Regions from separate parts of the Mus musculus genome. Here region 2 is linked to region 1. The links are chromatin contacts, called in public targeted proximity ligation maps. All regions are on one chromosome and are shown on one strand. The core of a region is the stretch at or near the end of the contact, and the rest is flanking DNA. Distances in the headings are between cores, read along the strand shown.

The links.
Region 2: a contact with region 1 is called in a targeted proximity ligation map of extraembryonic endoderm stem cells. A contact is called at or near these places in 23 of 39 promoter capture datasets (the 3T3-L1 cell line, 3T3-L1-derived adipocytes, the C10 cell line and 15 more), 261 of 484 Hi-C or Micro-C datasets (the 3T3-L1 cell line, 3T3-L1-derived adipocytes, the 63-12 cell line and 133 more), 43 of 130 datasets of targeted methods (CD4 single positive thymocytes, the G1E-ER4 cell line, the HPC-7 cell line and 29 more) and 4 of 9 other capture datasets (adipose tissue, embryonic stem cells, embryonic tail and 1 more).

Annotation. Positions count from the first base shown.
Region 1 is chr19:37,717,961-37,721,558 of GRCm38.p6, reverse strand. No RefSeq gene overlaps it. Among named protein-coding and RNA genes, the nearest start is that of Cyp26a1, 22 kb to the right of the region's middle.
Region 2 is chr19:37,885,072-37,888,409 of GRCm38.p6, reverse strand. No RefSeq gene overlaps it. Among named protein-coding and RNA genes, the nearest start is that of Gm52397, 99 kb to the left of the region's middle.

The DNA.
Region 1 (3,598 bases), core at 944-3,443:
CAGGCTAGATTCAATCTCACAGAGAACTACCTTCCTCTGCCTTGATTCTGTTTTTATATGCCAGCCATGAGCCATTGGAAGTTGAGACTTAAGCAGTGGCATCCATAACAGCATGAAAACACATGAAGTGCTTAGGATAGATCTGATGAAGAAAAGCTATGCAAGGCCTGTGTGTTGGCCATTGTAATTTCCCTATTTCTCTTATTTCCCTAAGGGAAACTAATAAGAAGAGCAGCCCACATTCTTAGGGAGACACAATATTGTTAAGTCTGTTCTCAGGTTAACCTAGACTCAGTCAGAGAATGGCCTTGAACTCTGATCCTCCTAGGGTTACAGGCATGTACCACATATTCAGTTTATGTAGTATAGGGACTGTGCCTGGGGCTTCATGCTTGCTCGGCAAGCACGCTACCCACAGAGCTACATTCCTAGAAGTTTTAGCTTCTGCATTTAATACAGGTTTAAAGTGTGAATCAAATTTACCCACGTCCAATGCTAGGGATGGGACCCAGAGCCTCGAGTATAATAGGTAAGCACTAGACCACTGAGCCCACACAGTCAACCACGATGAGCAGAATTTGTGGTTTGAAATATGGATCAACCATTTCCTTTCTGCTTGAGAGAACATATCTGTTTTACATTCATGGGAGGCTTTAGAGATGAAGGCCCAAACTCAGGGGAAAAAAATCTATTTTTAATGCTTGAATCCAATGAAGAGTGGACAGTTCTGAGAAATATGACTGAACAACAGAAGTCCTCTCAGATCAGGTAGTAAGCACACATCTGAAATCCCAGCGTGGGGGAGTCTGAGGCAAGAGGATTATGAATTCCAGGCCAGTCTGAACTGCATATTAAGGGCATCTCTCAAAAATGCCAACCAACCAACCATCTAACCAACAAACTAAGCAAATAAAAAATCAAATGATACAAACTTATCAAAACAAAAGTTTAATTTTTCTGCCTTCGGATTCTTGTTTTTCAGCAGCCCATCTGAGAAGATTAGCCTTTCACTGGTGAATTCTGTTCACCTCTTTGTCAGCTTAAGGTCAACCTAAGCTATGAGAGTCGTTGACTCAAAAATTACTTAGTTAATTTAAAAAAGAGCAAAGCCTCTAGGAGAAGACCTTGGTGGCTTTGCATCAGGCAAAAGTTTCCAGTGTTAGAGGTCTAGTCGTAGAGTGGAGCATATGCTAAGGACAGGTGACGTTCAGTCTCACACCACAAGGAAAAAAAAAAAAAACAATGTCATTGATATGATGCAAGAGTGTGACCCATTTAAGAAAAAAATATCTAGGTCTGGAGATATGGCTCAGTGATTAAGAGAAAGGGCTGTTTCTCAGTACCCACATGGTGGCTCACAACCATCACATGTCCAGTTCCAGGAACGCCAGCTTCACCTTCTGAGCTCTGAGGACAGCAGGCACAGGTGTAGTTCACAATGACACATACAGGGGAGACATTCATATGATGTATACCATGTAACACATGCATATACAATACAAAAAAGTACACCTTCTCAAAGATTAAATCTGAGGCTGGGAACGGTGGTGCATGCCTTTAACCCCAGCACTGGGGAGGCAGAGGCAAATAGATCTCTTTGAGTTTGAGTTTGCCAGCCTGGTGTAGCCTATCGAGTTCTGGGACAACCAGAACTAAAACAGAGAGAGCCTGTCTTAAGAAATAAAGATAAATCTATAAGCTTATTTTCAGCAAAAAAAAAATGGACAAAGCATGGCCAGTGGCCTTCTGGTGGATCTGATGAGCAAAGATCAGACTCCAGCTCCACGCCCCACAGCCTCTGAACATTCTCCTGGAAGGAGAAAGCCCCAGCTCCTCCCTTCGCACTGTTGCTCACTCGCTGCCTCCGGGGTGCCCTATCTGCCTTGTGGAAGGCAGATGAGCCACCCCCAAGCAGCCCTGGAGACTGGGAACCGGAAGCCTTCCTTCCTTCTGCTCCAGGCTCCGTGTGCACCTTCCTGGTGGGAGCCCCAACCCCATCCTCTCTGCCTTTCAATTCTGGGAAAGACGTCTCCACCCATCTCCTCTGTCCCTCCCAGGAGATTGAAACAGTTTGGTTGTCACTTAGCCCTCCTGTTTGCCTTGAGACATTTGCCACAAGTGCTAATGAACAATCTGTGACAGAGCAGACAACAGGGATGGAAGAGGAAGAGTAGACACAAAAGAACTCTCTGGTACTGGGCTGATAAAGGCTGACTAATCAGAGTGGAGTTCCACTAGGCATCCTCTCCCCAGGCATCTCCTGTTGTGGGGGTGGGTTTCACACCCCAGGCATCTATCTCAAGGTGGTAGTGCTGAGGAAGTGTTATCACTTTTCAAGCTTTATCCAGACTCAAGTGTTTGCTTCCTACACACACACACACACACACACACACACTCACACACACACACACCTGCTAGTGAGATTCCCCTGGGCAGGAGCAGGCCAGGAAGGGAAAGCATGTGACAGGACTGTTGGCTCTGCTTACAGGTCCAACTTCAGATGGCTCCAACAAGACCAAGGACTAACAGAGCAAGGAGGTCTTGAAGTTCTCAAGGGGTCTCAAGCAATCAAGGCTGTTGTCTTCTTGGTAATCCCTTTTCTTTTTTACAAAAGTTGCCATGTGTTTTTACAGCATTCTGATATGAAAAACAAAAACAAACAAAAAATAAAAACAAACAACAACAACCCCACCCCCGCCCAGCTCAGCCCCATCATCCTAGACATCTTTCCCATCATGCTTTCTGTCTCTCTAGCTCATCCCTACAGACATTCTCAAAACTGAGTGTGAGGACAGCAGAACACAAAATTGCCTAAGTGCTCACACTGTGCTGAGTTACAGATAAGTAATTCCTGAATTATCTCCTCGAATGCTCACAGAAACCCTGGGAGGTCATGTGATGATTTGCCCCACTTGATAGATACAGAGACTAAGGCTTCAAGACATTCATTTCCTTGTCTAAGTCACTCAGCAATCAGATGATGGGGCCTGACATTCCAGAATGATTCTCAGGCGTTTGAAACCAAATAGATTACAAATACCTTTCTTTAATCCTTTTATTATTGTGGGGTGTGTGTGTGTGTGTGTGTGTGTGTGTGTGTGTGTGTGTTGGGAGGGTGGCCCACGTGCCACAGCGCACAAGTGGAGGTCAGAGGATAACTGTGTGTCGTTCTCATAGTCTACCTTTATGTGAGTTCCAGGGGTTTCCTGGGTCTGCCTCAGGCAACAGTAGGCTGTTTGCAATGTTTTCTACATATCTTTGTCCAATGAGCAACTTTCTGAGAGTATCTTAAAATAAGGTGTGAACGTCTTGTTTAGGGGCTCAACCTAACCTATACCAGCCCCTCCCTGTGAGGCTTAAGGAACATAGTGGAAGAGGGAGTGGGAGGTAAGTAAGAGTCAAAAAACAAGCCAGGTGGGAGTGGTGCACACCTTTAATCCCAGCACTTAGGAGGCAGAGGCAGGAGGAGCTCTGTGAGTTCAAAACCAGCCTGGTTCACAGAGTGAATTCTGGGACAGCCAGGGCTACACACAGAGAAAACCTGTCTCAAAATCATCATCATCACCATCATCATCATCATCATCATCATCATGTACGG
Region 2 (3,338 bases), core at 255-2,754, 170 kb before region 1:
TGGACTCCATTTAGTACAATGAAGAAAAAAAAACTGCTCAAAAGTCTTCTTTAAACCTAGAGGCTGCACTTGGGTGGTTCAGCTCAAAATACAGACTGTGGTATATGTACGACTGGTTGAGTGCCCACATCTGTGGGCTGCTGTTCCACCCTCCCACCTCCAGGTGCATTCAAATGGCTTCCCGCAAGAGCAACCCTGTGTCAAGAGCTCCAAAATGGGGTGCAGATATGAATTTAATAACCGTAACAGCTCAGACTGGAGAGATGGCTCAGTGGTTAAGCACACGTATTATTCTTCCAGAGGACCTGAGTTGCGTTCCCAGCCCCCACATTATCTGACTCATGACCACGTGTGACTCCAGCTGCAGGAACATCTGATATCTCTGGGATCTTGGGCACCAGCAGAGTGCCTAGACCCACACAGAGACGTGTACATGTAATTAAAAATAACAAAGCAACCGTTTAAATAATGGTTACAGCTCACCTGGGCAGTCCTGGGGACACTGATCCATGTAAAAATGAACTTACAAGTAACTAATGGGGTTGCTAAGCACCCCATTAAAAATCTACATCAATCTTCAATTAGAATATATTTCGGAAGAACTAAATGTGGTGGTCTATGCCTTTAACCCAATTCGAGGCAAGGCAGCGGATCTTTGTGAGTTTGAGACCAACCTGGTCTACGTTACAATTTCCAGACCAGACAGGGCTATACAGTGAGACCCTGTCTCAAAATGAAACAAAACAAAAAACAAAGAATATACTCCAGGAACATACTGCATACCTCTCCTGTGGATTTGTACACACACACACACACACACACACACACACACACACACACACACACACACAGTGTTTCCAAACCAAATGTAATACATAATGGGTGCACAGGGGTCAAAAAAAAATCTCTGTAGTCAGAGGTCAAGGATGTTGCCCAATTGTTGAATGTGTGTGTCCTTGACAAGTGTGAAGTCCTAGTTTCACACCGCACCCCGAAACATAAACGAATGATTTAATTTTAAAAATCTGTACCCCCAACACTTTGATCAGTTCTCAGGTCCCTGCCATTGGGGAAGCAGATAGCTGAGACACAATGTGATCCTGGGTACAAATGCACTGCCACACCAGCGGAAGAAGAAAAAGACGCAGCAAGGTAAAGTGTAGCATAAACGGCCAAGAGTTAGGGCAAAGCAGAGAGTTGGGCGTCAGATCTTGGTCTTATTAAACTTTTTTAAACCCAATAAATATATTTATTGATATCGCGATCATTTTTGTTACTTCCGCAGGAGAACAGAAATCAGTTAAGGGTGGCTCTGGAAACACAGCCTAATGCTTTCCAAAGGAAAATATTCCATTGTAGAACGGGCCAGAATCTTGGGAAGACATAGACGTGTATTTCAAATACTGTCCACAAGATGGCAGCAGCATCCTCAGGTTCCCAGTTGGCACAAAAGGCATTCCATTCAGTCTGCATTCCCCGGAACCCCACCCAAGACAGGCATCTCTGGGACATATTTTAAGTGGAAGGTGACCAGCACCACCGCATCTAAAGGATGCCCTTTCTTCTGGAATGCTCTGGAAGTTTACGACTAGACAGACAAAAATGCTCCGGTCTTGAGAAAAAACGGGAAACCACCCATTCATTCAAGTATTCACTCGTGAAGGAACCTGGGATCCTGCTGAATCCTACGCTTCCTGCAGAGAGGTGCAGCAGGTCTCTGTTTCCGTGGCCTCGCAGTCAGTTTACACACAGTCTACCAAACCAGAAGGGTCTTCCATCCAGTTAAAAATCACCGTCCTGCAGACTGCAACTGCTGCGGAGCACAATGAAGGCTAGAACCCTACCCCAGGATGGGATGCCCACAAGGACTCTGCTCTCTAAGCTGCCCAGAACAGTAGAGTTCAAAGGGAGAGAACTCGTGGAGTTAAATCAAGACTGTGGGTTTGCCCACCTGTAAAACGACTTAAGTTCTTCTTTCTTTCTTTCTTTCTTTCTTTCTTTCTTTCTTTCTTTCTTTCTTTCTTTCTCTCTCTCTCTCTCTCTCTCTCTCTCTCTCTCTCTCTCTCTCTCTCTCTCTCCCTCCCTCCCTCCCTCCCTCCCTCCCTCCCTCCCTCCCTCCCTCCCTCCCTCCCTCTCTCTCTCTCTCTCTCTCTCTTTCTTTCTTTCTTTCTTTCTTTCTTTTTTCTATAGCCTGTTTGAAGTTAAAAATCTGGGCCGGCTAATGGAAGTTGCCACCTGGAATGTCTGGGGCAGTAGTGCAAGGTTACATTCCAGGCTCCTAGCAGAAAAATGTCAGCAATTTGCCTTTTGTCAACTGCAAATTAAAGTAATTTCCACGCAGAAGGTTTCTCCTGCTGGCAGTGAGCACCCAAAACACTAGGGCAAGCCGTGACCTGTCTCCCGTCCCCAGGGCCACCACACCTGAAGTTGGATGCACCTTGGAGCTGCAAAGAATGGCTGTCTTCCCTCTGAAATGCCCAACCAGATGGGCGCTAGTGGGGTACAGAGGGAAGTGCATCTTCTCAGTCCCTCTTAGTCCCTAGACGTTCTCGTAGAGTTGGGGAGGGCACTCAAAGGCTCTATAGAGAGGTGAGTCTGTGTACACTGTCATACCTGGCCTGTGATGAAAGTGTTGGACAGACTGGTGCTGATGTAGACACAGCATCTTTGGTGAAAGAGACACTACAGTCAGCATAGATGAGGGATCTTTGGAGCAAAAGAAAAGAGTGGGGTTCGAACCTCATTTGTCAACCTCCTGGCTTCCCCTGGGCCCCATACAGGCACCAATTACAGAGGTGAATAGTGAAACTTGTCCTCACACAGACTTAACTCTGAGCTTAGAGGCTGGAAACCACATTGGCTCTGCGATTGCCATGCTCCAGGGAGGGAAGCCAGTCCCTAGTGTTCAGATGAACTGCAAATGAATGGTCAGTGTCTTCACAGGCAGCCAGCATGCTTAGCTGGCCAATCACCTCCCTAAAAATTCTAACGCACACATACATGCACACATGCACTCATGCATGCACGCATGCACACACCATTCTGTGCCCAATGCCAGCCTGACTGGGGACCTCTAAGGTTCTGGAATCAATCCTGCACTTCTGCACACAGGTCGCTTTGATCAGAGTCCCACACTTCACGACCAGCACTGGGACTCCATCATCTGTCTTAACCTGTGACCTGTCTGAGTCTCCTTTTCCTAGTCTATCAGGTCAGATGACCTGAGATGTCTTTCAGCTGAGACACCTCTCAGAGCTACAGTTCATGATCCATGTACTTCACACTGGAGTGGAGGGTAGGGGTGGGGTTCAGGTTTTTACAATCTTTGCCCCTCCCCT